Linked DNA regions of Zea mays: region 1 is linked to region 2. The links are chromatin contacts, called in public Hi-C maps. All regions are on one chromosome and are shown on one strand. Each heading gives the region's core, a stretch centred on a gene start, on an enhancer-like site or on the middle of the called end of the contact. The rest is flanking DNA. Distances are from core to core; before and after follow the strand shown. Region 1 holds the start of LOC100192912. Region 2 holds the start of LOC103639615 (paramyosin).

Region 1 (6,998 bases), core at 805-3,304, 130 kb before region 2:
AAATTTATCCTCAACGATCAAATTAATAGGAGATAAACCTTCCTGTAGAATAAAATGAACAAAGGCAAAGTGGCAAACAACATATATACCGGCATTGTTGAAACAAACTATTTTAGATGCGTGTAAGGACGAGTTCATATTATACACTATTACCATTAAGCTATCCTGTATCACTGTCCACTGAGCAGGAAAGAACACAGGTTGTAACGATTTGCTCTAAGCCCAGTACTCCAGTTTACATTTTGGATGAGTGACTAGTGCCTACAAATTTTGGTGGAATTTGAAGTAAAAGGAAACGCAATACGGACCTTGAAATAATTCCCAACAGGGGATACAAAAATGATAAAGCTATACTCAGGAGCAGGCGCAAGACCAAGAACTGCACCGCTTCCTATTAGGAGTGGCCTGATATATAGGGAACCTTTACCAGTAGGAGGCACCTAGAAAGATGATATGTTTCGTTTCAAGAAAAAAATATGTTAGCAAGGGGATAATGGTTCACTAACTAAAGTATTACTAAATATGTAGCCTAATACTATCACATTTGAAAACATGAATTACTAACCCATCTTTTATTTGCCAAAACAGTTTGTTTAACAGCATCAACGAATTGCTCAACAGTTGGAGCAGGCATACACATCCTCTCTGCACCGCTTAGCATCCTTATAGCATTCTCCTCTGGACGAAATAGAAGGATGGACCCATCAGTTTTCCTATATGCTTTTAGGCCTTCAAACAATCCCTGCATACCAGAACAACATAGACTAAGCATATTCAGTACCAGTAGGCCTGATACCTAACTGCCAGGTTATAGTTGTTCCAATCCTGTAGAGATATAGATGTGAAACAGGGTGGGAAGTTTTCCTACTAACCTGCCCATAATTTAAGACTCCAGCTGAAGGACTCAGTGCTATAGGACCAAATGGTAGGACTTCACCTTTGGAAAAGATTCCATCAGTTCCACATTTTGCAACATACATAAAGTCAGTCTCGATGAGGCCAAAGCCAAGGTTTTCCCAGTCCAAATCAGTGACATCTGATGTTTCCCTGCTAAAGTTAAACCATCAGAACGAGGATGAAAGTCATGAGGGCATTGCTCAGTATGGATTTAACTGAAGCTGAACCACAGCCATATGTATCAAAACGGTTTTGGTTTCATAATTACATACATGTAACTTGTTGTCATAGAAGCGTGGCATTTTCCCGTGCTAGGAACCTTGTGACAGAGACTTGGCATAGGATAAATGTGGTTCTGGATCTGCAGAACGAGAAAAAGATGACACCATCTTTTGTTAGATCACGAGGCTGGTGAAAGTGAAAGCGGTGGGGGTAATTGAAGTTACCTTGATTATTTGGCATCTTTACGAGGAAAAAACAAAGGCAAGCTAGATAAGTCCATTTCAAGCAACGTTGGATTGATTACACTTCTCAGGTGGTCAGGCCAGGGAGTGAGAGGAATGATGGGGTTATTCAACCTCTCTTTTTTCCTATTCTATTAGTATTAAAAACAAAAGGAGTATCCAAAGTGCCATCGTGGACCGTGTTCATTCAGCCCCTAATCCGTTTCAAGGGTGACAAGAGCAATATGTGAACAACAATTAATAAAATTCTAAAAAAGACCAAAGGTCCAAAGCCTTCCTGTTCTGAAGCTACACACCGAAACTCGATCTCTTTCTCTCGACACCTTTACCTTTACGCACGGCTAGAAGCCCCATGATCTCCAATTATTCGAATCTATTTTAGCAGGTGCAGATGCCCTCACTAGCCTCGCTACCTACCCCCATTCCAAATCCACTACACTCCGAGGCCCAAACCAAACTCACGCAACCAAAAAGGAACGTCATGATGAACAGGGGGAGCAAGGAACCTTGAGCCACGGCGAGAGCGAGTGCCGCGACAGGCAGCCGGAAAGCGGCTGAGCGGCTGAACGGGCGACGCGGGATGCGAGGCCGGGCTCCATTCCCTCTTCTAGCGCTTGCTGTGGCGAGTGAAGGGATCCGCGGCCCGCGCGGAGGCAGGAGAGCGAGCGGGGAGGTGGAGGAGCGAAGGCGGCGGTCAATGCTGTGCAGGCAGAGTTGCCGTCTTTAATTTTGGTGCTGTTTCGTAAACTGCATATTTGTGAAAAACAAATTCACTTTAGAAAAAGGTTGGTTAACACGACCACCAAATCCACCATCGCCAAATCCAGATTCTGTACTAACTATTAAGACGTTAGTGTAGACTGCCCCCGCCTAACAACCGCCCGCCCGATCAATCCGCCCGCCGCGAACCGTACGCCGCGAAGCGCCCCGCCCGCCCCCGCCCACCCCCGCACGCGTGCCGCGATACGCCGAGACCCTCCACGAAACCCGCCCGCCGCGAACCCCTCCCACAACCCGCAACGCGCAGCAGGCCGGCGAAACCCGCCCGCTGCGAACCTCCCGCCGCGAATCCCCTCCCGCAACCCGCAACGCGCAGCAGAACAAGCGCAGCAGGCCGTCCCCGCCAACAAGCGCAGCAGGCCGTCCCCGCCCTCCTCCGCGGCGTCGTCTCGCCGGACCTTCTTCTTTGTCGCGCGATCTCACCACCGTGTTCCGCGCCCTACCGCCCAAGAAGCGGATCCGCGCGGGGTGACCCTGGCGCGCAGGACGAGACGTCGTGGATCTGGTGTCCGGTCCGCCATTGGCCGTGGCGACGCCGTCAGTCAGTAAGTGCGCGGTCATGGCATGGTACAGAGCTCGTACAAATAAGTTATGTTTTTTGGGGGGTGTAGAATTGGGAAAGAGGTTGTTGTTTATGAGGGAGGATAAATGGGGAATTGAAAGCTTGTAAAGAGAATTCCTACAGATTTGTTCGTTGTATTTGTTAGACTATACTTGCTGACAGTTCAAGAAAAAATGATGAGCTTTCACCTGAAGAACACAAAAAAAGGATCGTGGGTTCAGCTGAGTTGTTGCTCTGTACGTGTGTAGTTGTGTGTTGCTTCTATCATGGCCTTGGTTCGTGTGTCAACTGCAGCACAGAAGTTGGTCGGCAGCAGAACAAACAGAACAGCGCAAGGAGTGTCTGAAGAGGCAAGCATGAGGATCTGCCATTCAGTCAGTAGTTGCTTCATGATCGGTGGGGTTGGACGGATGGATTTAACCCGAGGCCTAGGCTACTAACTGAATGGTTCATTGGCTTTCTCCCTGGTCAAGTGGAGAGGAGGAAGGCAGGGGACGAAGCGTCGAGGACTTATTCCTTCCTTCCTTTCTTCCTTCCCTTGCTTCTTTCAGATGGGTTATTGCATCTCTGCCTCCTTCCAGTTTTTATGCCATTTGTTTGTTAGTACGATAATCTGATTGATGAAATCTGGTTGGTCAGAGCAATGTTGTTTGAGGATTCTGTGGTGCCAATTAAACTACTGAAAGAAACATTTTTATCAGATTTCAGCTCTTAGCTTAGACATGTATGTATCCCATTTTAAATCCACTGTCTGAAGAAGAGAAGAACAAGCTATGCACCTAAAAAATACTTTTACTGACAACATCATCACTGTTTGATTCCAACTAGCAAGCATAGCTTAGATTAGATGTATGTATCATGTATATATCCCATTTTAAATCCATTGTTTGAAGAAGAGAAGAACAAGTTATGCACCTAAAAAAATACTGTTACTGACAACATGATCACTGTTTGATTCCAGCTAGCAAGCATACTTATATTGTCGAAAATAGCTCATGAGTGCATCATTTAGAACTACATGTTAGTTCTGAGTTGCAAATAGTATGATACATGCTTTAATTCTAATATTGGTTCTGAGTTCAGATATTCCTATTATAAGTTGAACTACATGTTAGTTCTGAGTTCATAGTTCAGAGTTCAGATAGTACTATCTGAACTATCCAGTTTTTTATGCCATTTGTTTGTTAGTAAGATAATCTGACAGATGAAATCTGATTGGTCAAAGCAATGTTGTTTGAGGATTCTGTGCTGCCAACTAACTACTGAAAGAAACATTTTTATCACTGTTTATTCAGTAAATGGATCCTGCATGCAATGAATATTCAGTAATGGATCATGTGCTTTGTTTCACTCTATATTTCCATTTTCAACTTTTACTTTATTAACTCCGGCTTTCGAGTTATCTTTGAATGCGTTCACTTTGATGAAATTAAAAGCAGAAAACAGATAATATCTATGACCAAATATGACAAGGATTCTCATTTTTAAGTATTCTTTTCATCACGCAATTAAAACTTTCAGTATCAAGTAGGTTATTTATTATTCTAGCATGATTTCTGCCAAAAGGAAACACTACTTTTGTCTTCTGAATAGAATCTGCATTTTCACCATGTTTTTTTTATTGTTTTTGGTTTGAGAACGTTTTACTGCTGCTACCGACTCCTATCAAGTCAGGTCCTATTCAATATATTTGTGCTGCATTATCCAGTCTGGTGGCATGTTCATACTACACATGTATTAGCATGTTCATACTCGAACCAATATATTGTCACAATCTCAGAGGTATTATCAATATATGTTTAGTAGAACGTTTATTTTATGAGCTTGAACTCTGACCACAAGGATGCATTCCTATCATATCATCATATTTAGCTTCGAGGCTAAGGCCACTAACTAAACAGTGTCTCAGTCAATAACTAATCCTAAGTTCCTTGATGGCGAAACTCGTCTCCCCTATCTGTATGGTCAGTTGTTTATTGGTGCTTATGCAGAGGAAAGAGAACGACCAGAGCTTCTTGCTGAATCACGCGAGAGAAGGAAATGAGTGGCCAAGGACTCTGGAAAGACCGAACAACAGGTTCAGTTTCAGTACTTTTATCATACAAAATCTTTTTCTAAACACATGTTTTTTTATTGTCACAATCTCAGAGGTATTATTTCAAAGAGTAGAATGCTTTCTTAGATATTGGAGAAATATAAATTGTTACATTGTATGTCACACCTTTTTAGTATGACAAACGAGGAGCTACAAAAGGAACTGTTCATTCTTTAGTAGCCTGTTGTTTCAGCTAGCGAGCGGGTGCGGAAGAAGGAAGGGAGAGCCGCTTGGTTGACTCGGACCGGATGGCAGGACACCGCCGGGGGTTCGCTGCAACGCAACGACGGCTACCACAGCTTCTCAAGCCAAGGTAAGCTTTCAAGCGAATTTTTTGCTGCAACTGTTCTTTAGTAGCCTGCGATATGTTAGTCAATTTGTCGCTCAAACATAAAATGAACTGACTTCTTTTCAATGCTTCCCTAATCTCTACTAACTATTAAGTTAGTACTATAGACCGCCCCCACCTCTGCCCGCCCGCCCGCGAACCCTGCCGTGCTTCCAAACACCTCCGCAAACCACGCAGCCAATGCCGCCGCAATCCGCCCGCCTCCGCAAACCACGCCGCGAACGACGCAAACCACGTGTCGCGTGTACACCGTCGCCCGCGGGCGCGTTGTTGAGCTGGATCACCAGGTCGTGGGCGTCGATGAGCGCGTCGTGCTCCCGCGCCAGCAGGACGCCGTTGTTGCCGACCACGGCGCACGATACGTACGGTCGGGGGTGTCGCCGTCGCCGCCCCTCGCCCCGGCGGCGTACCGGTCCATGGGGCGCTTGATGAGGTCCACGAGCTCGGCCATCACCTACGGCTCGAACCGCTGCTTGCGGAGCCAGTCGCGGAGGCCGCGCACCACGGCGTCCTGGCGCTCTGGGGAGCCCTCGTCAGGTTGAAGGAATAGGGAGGGCGTCCACATGCCTACCCTGCTCTCTCTCCTCACAAACTTCCATTATAGCATCAATCGGCTAGGGTTTCGGAGATGTTCGGCCGCACGCCGAAGAAGAGCGACAACACCCGGTACTACGAGATCCTGGGGGTCTCCAAGGACGCGTCACAAGATGACCTCAAGAAGGCCTACCGCAAGGCCGCCATCAAGAACCACCCCGACAAGGGCGGCGACCCCGAGAAGGTGAGCGCGCGAGCTGGTCATTTCGTCTGGCTCCGACCTGTCCGCGACGGGGATTAGTAGGCGGGTTGTCGGGTTTTGCGGCGATGTTGATATGGTTTGGCTGTGTCGATTTCATAAGGTGCTGGTGCTTGTGGGTTCCGAGCGGTGGTTTGGATCTGAGGCAGCGTGGATTTAGATGGGTTTAATGGGTTGGGGTAGTGAAGGGAATTTGTATGGGGAAGGAGATGTTGCATGGAAACTATTATGAATATTGGTTGCATGGAAATTGTCGCTCTATGTGGTATCGTTAGTCGGATAATTAGTAATTAATTATTAGACAACTCGTTTATCATGCCAGAATCCTTGATTCGTTCTATACTATCGTGTCTATATATAGTTATATTTTATTGATATCGTCTTAGTCTTGTTAGACCTGACTGTTGTTGTATAATACATGGTTGGTTTTATGCTATAATGGTCAGGTTGTATCTTCTAATGAAAATGATTGCCAATCTTTATGTGAGGAACAGAGGGGCATGCTTGGTTCAGTTTACCTAACGTTGTATAGTGATCTATCGGTTCGAATTGCCATACTGATTCTAAAAACTGATCCACTTATTTGAATCCTTGAGTTGTTAGATCAATGCACTGACCTTGAATTGTGAATAGGCACATGCATGGTTCGGTTTCCTGAACTGAATGTTGTAGTTGTCTCTATTCATTCGAATTGTCAAACTGATCCTGAAAATATGATAACTGATTTGAATCCCTTAATTTGTTAGTCCTGAAAGATGTGAATACACACATTCTGCTTATGACACTGCTTATGACTTATCTATATACAGTGTGGTTACTTGTCTGATCTGTAGTGCGTTTTGATTTCCTAGAATGATTTATCCCATATGTTGTTATTCCAGTGTTGCTATGATGGTGTTTCGAGTTGTGCTGGTTGTCAAGGTTCTGGCTTCAAGGTCCAAATCTGGCAGTTGGGACCTGGAATGATTCAGCAAATGCAACATCTTTGCAATGAGTGCAAGGGTTCTGGAGAGACCATCAGCGATAAGGATAGATGCCCACAATGCAAAGGTGATAAA
Region 2 (6,916 bases), core at 3,774-6,273:
ACAAATGAATTTATGCTCAGAAGAAAATGCACCAACATTTGAAAAGTTGTTCTTCAGATTCTTAGCATATTCCATAGCTATTTCATAGCATTTTTCTTTAGCATCACGAAGCTCATCAACATTTTTCTATGCCCCTGATCTTTCAATTTCGCGTATTTCGTGATTTACTACTTCAACATTAAAATTCTCAATTGCTTTGGCAACTTTCTTCTTTAGCTCTTGCATCTCGGCTTCATGAGTTTCATCTTGAGCAGAAAGCCTGGCTTCGCTAGATTTTAATCTTTCCACCAAAGAGAGTAGGATCTTATCCTTCTCAAGAGCTTCGTTTCTTAATGTTATGACCTCCGAACGAAGGTTTCCATGTGCTATTCGACAGCTCTCATCCTCTGCATCCTTTTGGGCCTTCAAAGCCTTGCTTAGAATCAAGCCCTGACAAACGAAGAGTGAACACATAGCGACGATAAGAATTACCACAAAAAATAGTTCATTGTAACAAAAAAATACAAAATGACAAGCCAAAGTATACAAACCTTCAAGCTGTTGTACGCGAGGGTATATGCAAGCTGATCCTTCGCCATCACAGACAAACCAAGTTCAAGCTTTGGATACCCCATGTTATCCATCATTTCACGGCAAACATCGACCTCCTTACTGTCTGGTAGACAGTAGAGGAAGTCATCATCGTTATCTCCTCCGTATACCAAGGACCCCTGGGGGTATTTCAGCTGCTTAGCATAATGTTGTGTTTTGACAACTTGCTCTGTCGATAGCTGTTTTCCCGAATCATGTCGAACAATGCAATTCAAGTCAATCTGGGGAGGCGCTTCAGGAGCAGGTGTTGTGGGTCTTTCTAGAAGGTTCTTTTTCCACAAGTCTTTCTAGCGCAGCTTCTGAAGGTCCCGCTTCAGCGTGAACAGAAGAGATGCTTGCAGTAACCGCTTCTCTGGCATCTTCCATTTTCCCACCGGAAGCTTTGGCAGAAGTAGGAGGTGGCGTTTTCACAGACTCTAAACACAACATCCAAAACACTAGTCATCCTCCTCTTCCTCAAAGTTGTGGTTGTAGTAGCTGATAGCTTCAGCAACACTATCACCAGCACCTTTGGCTGCTCTGCCGCCTTCTCCAATTCCGGCTCTTTGGCCAGGTCTGCAATAGCTTCGATCGTCATTGCAGGAGCCGTCTCTGTAGCTAGGGGGCAATATCTGTTCTTTTAATTAACTTCGGCACATCGCCCGTCCCGATGGGCTTCGGTCTACGTGTCAAGACCTTGAGTTTCTTCGCCTTCGGCGCACCTCAAGATGCCGAAGCAACGACTTTCCTTTTTCTCCCTTGTCTTTGGACAAGAAAGTAGTAATCTGGGTAAACAAACACAATAACGTCGAACACCCTATTCAGCCTCTTTTTCCGCGAGCGCCGAAGGCGGCTGTCATAGCCTCCTCTTCTGCTCTCGAGTACGCTCCAAGTAGTTCATCGCTCGTTGCCTCTACAGCGTCTAACCAATCATCATTTGGCTCATCAAATTGGCTTCTGTAATGAAAGGTATACTTGAGATAAACCAAGCCACTCTGGCTGGAGCCAGCAGCGGCTTCCTTTGGCATTTCCCACTCGTTTACAAGAGGCCATACTTTATAAGCAATATGCTCTTGAATTAAATCTCTCGTGCCAATGTAGGTGCATATGGTGTTGAAAGCAATTTGGCACGCCTGCACTTCATTCCCAAGTGCGATGGATGGCCTTCTAATGCCGAAGCGTGACCATATAGGACGTTGCATAACGCCTTTCACATCCTCCCTCTGATTCAGGTCATTCTTCATGTAAAACCATCCCTTCATCCAACAACCTGGCCACTTCTTCCGAAATGTAGGCACAGGGTAATTCGCCTCAGAGCGAGGCACGAAGCCGTAGCAGCCAAAGTTGTTATGATATTGTTCTTTTTCGGTCGCCTTCGTCTGGTAAGATAGCTCATGAATATTGCAGAAGCATCTCACATCCGGCTCCAGTCCTTGGCTCCTCATGGACCATATAAAAATCCCCACTCTAATAAGAGCTTCGAGGGGTAAGCTGATGAAGGTATATCTCAAATATCTTCAAGACTTTGACCAGCATTTTATGGAGCGGGAAGTGAAGCCCAGCTTTCATGAAGCTCCTGAAGACCACCACTTCATCACTTTCAGGGAGGGGAACGGTGTCTTCTCCCCCAGCCTTCACTATGGACACATCATGAAAATAATTGCCTTTCATCGCTTCAATTTGCCCTTGTTTGATAGTTGAATTCCCAAAAACAACATGGCTTGGCCTCCACGGCTGATCTTCGACATCTTCATTCTCACTCTCAATATCGAAGCTCTCGTTATCGCTTGAATCACTAGATAGCCCAGCTAACATTTCATTAGCGATTTTTTTCTACGTTGGTCCTTTCCATGGCTTCGTAGAAGCCAGCAATTGTGGGATCCACGCTTTTCTTATCCTCAGCCATTTCGGTGATGATCACCGCAGAAAGCCGAAGCTCAAAAACAATTGCACTCACAGAACATGAAAGCTAAAACGACAACTGTAGCACGAAAGCTAGATGGCACGAAAAATATCAGCAACACAACCTTCTATATATATACTCAGAGCCCCACATTTCAGTGGGTCCCACAGCTCAGAATGATTCGCTATTCTAGCGAAGGGAAGGTGTTTTTCGAACCTTCGGCTAAAGGCCTTCTTTCACTTCGCAGTCTAAATTTGTTGCAAAGGAACAATTTAATACTGCGAGGGGCTAACGTTGGGGGTCTTCATCTTCCGAAGGTCCTCAAAAACATAATTAACTATTTGCTTTCAGTATAAGCTATCACAGGGAGCTTCGTCTTCAGGATGGAAGTCTTTCCCTCATGATGAAGGCGTACGAGATGAAGATATGATCTAAGGATGATAAGAATAAACGCCGAAGCTATTGCCAGAGTGACAGCTTTGGCTCATGATGGTGATGAAGACTGATGATGGTGCTGACCGAAAGGGAAAAAGACTACTTAGTCCTTAATGATTTATGTTACGATCATAAGTAAATGTCAGGGAAATGTACTTTCACCCGGGCTGCGTCCGGTGACTATAAATATATGAACAGTAGCACCGTACTGTTCACGCTGATTTGTAATCTCTCTCGCATCAACACCTTCGAGCAAGCCGAAGGTATCAATGTGATACAAATTTTGTTGATGTTCATACATGTTTTAGATTGCAAATACAAATGAATTAATTGGATATACTTGCTATTCTCATCTCTTTGCATCCTTATTTATCTTTAAGATGATGAAGACATGTCCTTCATGACCTTCATCTGATGATCATTATGTCCATATGGAGATAATGCTTCGGAAGACGAAGGTCTTTTATACTTAACAATTGTGTTGCCTTGTTCTTGAATCACAACATTTGAGAACAAGTGACCAACAAGGCCCATCGTGGTCTTCCGTTGATGTGAATGGTCCTTGTTGTCCTTTGAAGAGTCGGGTGGTCGAACACAAACTCCTCCAACATCCTTCAAACTATACCTGCCACATTCATCGCACGCAGCACACACCGAGGGGTCAGAGAGCCATAATTGCATTAGCCATGTATAAGAATTCATGGGGTTTTGCATCTTGGCACTGAAGATTCTTATCAGGCTAATTTAGCTCAAAGCGACAAATGTTAGGGGCGACCTGGTTGGGGCTGCTTGAGGCGACCTGGGTTGGTCCCAACTTGGTCGGGGCGATTGAGCCAAGTCCAACCTAGTTGAGGTGGCTAGACCAGGGTTGCTATAGTTGGTGCAGACTTGGTGTGGGGAATTAGGATGACTAGGTCGGGCCCGACTAAGGTGTCTTTGGTCCGAATTGAGTTTTGTTGATGGCGCTCTTTATCTTTGAGCAATCTTTTGGGCCGTCTTGAGGTACCTCTGCTATAGGTACACAACATCGTGTTTTGTTTTAATTTAGAGTCTATAAAAAGTCGATGTGACATTGATGTGGTTGTAGGCTGACAGTAAAGGCTATGCACTAGAACGCTATGATGGATAAGGACTGATGACGATTGATAGTGTCGTTGATGGTATGGTCGATAAGTGACGTGACTGACACGATTGGATGTAGGCTTAGGCTAGCATGGTGGGATATGGTGTCAAAACGTATGAACAAAGTTGTTTTAAGGTTATTTGAATTAGTACAATGTTGCACGTTGTGATGGCACACAAATTATTCAATAAAATGTTAGTGTGCAACAATTACATGAAAGCGAACGACACATATATTATCATCGACCTCAATATCTCATAAATTATTTGTCAACAGTCAATCTCTACTACTATAAAACATTAATTTACACGTGCTTTAGTAGAACACTAAAGTTGGTTTCACAATCAGAATAGCATAACATGAAGTCCAACTTTTATGGTGGAGGATGGTACAAATCTACAAAAGAGAATTAAATGCAGGTACAATCTCAAGAAAAAAGTAGTTCGTGAAGAAGACATATGGTCTATCTGGTTTATCGGTTTGGTGTTTAGTTGTTTTGGTTTTAACAGTTCTCTAAAACCATTGCGTTAAGTACAATCTTGGTCAAGGTTAGCGTGGTAGTGGCCTGCTCAATCGGAGTAGTTAAAACCTGTGGAATTTTGTTGCTTTTGAGTAATGAAATTTGGTTAGTAGCTTTGCTAGATGTACTGAAGCATAGAAATGAGTCTGATGGACAATCTCAGTTGTCTTAGGGCTTGTTTGAAAACACTCAGTTTTTTTAAAATAGTTTATAAAAACTGAGGTAGTTCCGAGCATACTAATGTTTGTCACAGTTTATAGAAACTAGATTATTAGTTTCTTAAAAACCAAAAAATAGTCTCCATTAGCTAAAGATAGTTTATAAAAACTGAGCTGGTTCAAAATATTATTAACCAGGTTTTTTTTATAAACCAGCTTCTAAAAACTGGAGATATAATCTGGATTTTTAAAAAACTAGGTAACAGGCCTTAGTTCTGCTTACTTAACTTTCTGAACTATGTACGCTTGTTACGAGCTGAGCATTTCGGCTCAGAACATCAATTCTGCATGCAGACACCTTGACATCAATTCTCCAAGAAGTCGGTTATTGGAAGCAGACGAGAGGAGGGCGAGCGGAACAATGCCACTGCTCTTGCCAATCGAGGAGAAGTACCAGACAAGGGCGACATCGACGACAACGACGACGACGACACGCGAGATCGCCTCAGAAATCTCGCAACCACAAGGCAGCTGGCCTGCTGTTCTGACGACAGCCATTGCACGCACCAGCCAGAGAAGTTGAGGTTGCGCCTTCTCCTCTCGGGCTCGGGCTCGGTAGGTATATGCCTGCATTCCCATTCCCAACCAGGTCTGGTCTGGTCTGCTCCGGTCCGGTCTTCTCTCCCGACCCCGACCTGGCCTCCTCCCTCCCCTCTCCAGCAGAGCTCTCCCTCCCCCTCCCCCTGAGGTGAGGTGGCTGAAGTCGGGGGACATGGTTTCTTTCTCCGCTTCCTAAGATTCCTCTTCTTCCCCCCAACCCACCACCTACACCTTTTGCTGCGCCGCACCTGCACGGCCGCTCCATGCGCCGCCGTATCTCAGTCTCAGGTCAGCATCACCAACCGCAGTTCCACCTCCCGACCCCAGCCGCAATCTAGGAGGAGGGCCGCCGCTCTCCCCTCGGCCGCATCGCATGGTAACCACCACCAGCAGGGCAGGATGTTCAAGCTTCACCGCCACCGCTCCTCCGACCGCGTCGGCGAGCGCTTCGACTTCAGATTCTCCAACTTCCGCGCCGTCCAGGTTGGTTCCTTTCCTCTCTCTCTCTCTCTCTCTCTCTCTCTCTCTCTCTCTCTCTCTCTCTCTCTCTTACTCTCTTCCTGCTCTCCCTCCCTCCTTCCTTCAGGGACTAGCCGGCCGGCCAGCGGGGGAGGACAGACAGTACCAAAACCTCGCTTACCCGATCCGATACAAAAGAGAGGCCCTGCGATTACCACAAATTCTTCTCTCATATCTTATCTACTGGAGTAATCGCTTTGCTGCTTGCCTTTCATCTGCTGATTTGCTCTCTCCCGCTAGGCCAAGGCCGCTGCTGATGTGATGGCAGACACTCGTCATCCAACCTACATTCCTTCACCTTTGCTACATCAATGTAGGATCATGCTCGAGCTTACTGGAGTAGCTCGTATCGTACGAATTATTATTGTGCCTCCTTTCCTTGGTTACTCACGTCACGTCACGTGTGTGCCTACCTCAAAGCCACTCCCAAAAGGGAAGGCAAACGGGAAGCCGTGCTGCTTTGCTTGTACCAAACCAATCTCATATGCAAATCGCATTATTTGCTTCCTCTCCCAGTCCCCTCCCTCCCCTGGTGATTCAATGGCTACCTTTTGCCATTCAATCAGTTTACTTTCTCAGGGGGTCCAACTTTACTTTGTTTCACGAGTTGCCTGCCGTTCATGTGTGCGTGTACCCCGGAAAAAGAATCGTCCTTCCTCTTCATTTTTAAAGTAGAATATGCCAGTGGAATTTTGTTTGACTTCTCATTCATTTCATATGCGCCTTTCCTGCAGTTTATCTTATTCCATGTGCTACATGACATGTATCCCCTCCATTTTCGTGTCTCATGGATTGGTTTCATTTTTTACAGGTCCCCGCCATTTCAGACAGGCTCTTCCTTTCCATAGTCTCCGTAGACAATGGAAAAACAATTGCAAAGTCCACTAAAGTAGCTTCTCGTAGTGGAATATGCCAGTGGCCCGACACCATCTTGGAACCCATATGGTTCTCCAAGGACCAAGTCTCCAAAGAATTTCAAGAGTGCCAGTACAGGATTATTGTTTCCCTGGTATGTACCATGATGCATATTTTCCTACCTTACCTGTTCTTGGATGTCTAGTTCCTGCTTCAATCTCGATGCCTATTAC

The links. A called contact is a pair of places that touch in the nucleus more often than the background predicts.
Region 1: a Hi-C map of ear shows a contact between it and region 2, with 2.1 times the contacts expected there. The contact joins the promoter of LOC100192912 here to the promoter of LOC103639615 in region 2. A contact is called at or near these places in 3 of 25 Hi-C or Micro-C datasets (ear and leaf).

Annotation. Positions count from the first base shown.
Region 1 is chr9:161,323,455-161,330,452 of Zm-B73-REFERENCE-NAM-5.0, reverse strand. LOC100192912 reads right to left here and starts at 2,054. Exons shown (of 10, transcript NM_001319737.1): 1 at 1,868-2,054; 2 at 1,170-1,258; 3 at 873-1,047; 4 at 566-742; 5 at 309-440; 6 at 1-42. The coding sequence starts at 1,960. It overlaps LOC103640467 (dnaJ protein homolog 2), which reads left to right and starts at 5,776. Exons shown (of 4, transcript XM_008663039.1): 1 at 5,776-5,925; 2 at 6,822-6,998. The coding sequence starts at 5,776.
Region 2 is chr9:161,193,192-161,200,107 of Zm-B73-REFERENCE-NAM-5.0, reverse strand. LOC103639615 (paramyosin) reads left to right here and starts at 5,023. Exons shown (of 9, transcript XM_008662350.3): 1 at 5,023-5,792; 2 at 6,640-6,837. The coding sequence starts at 5,709.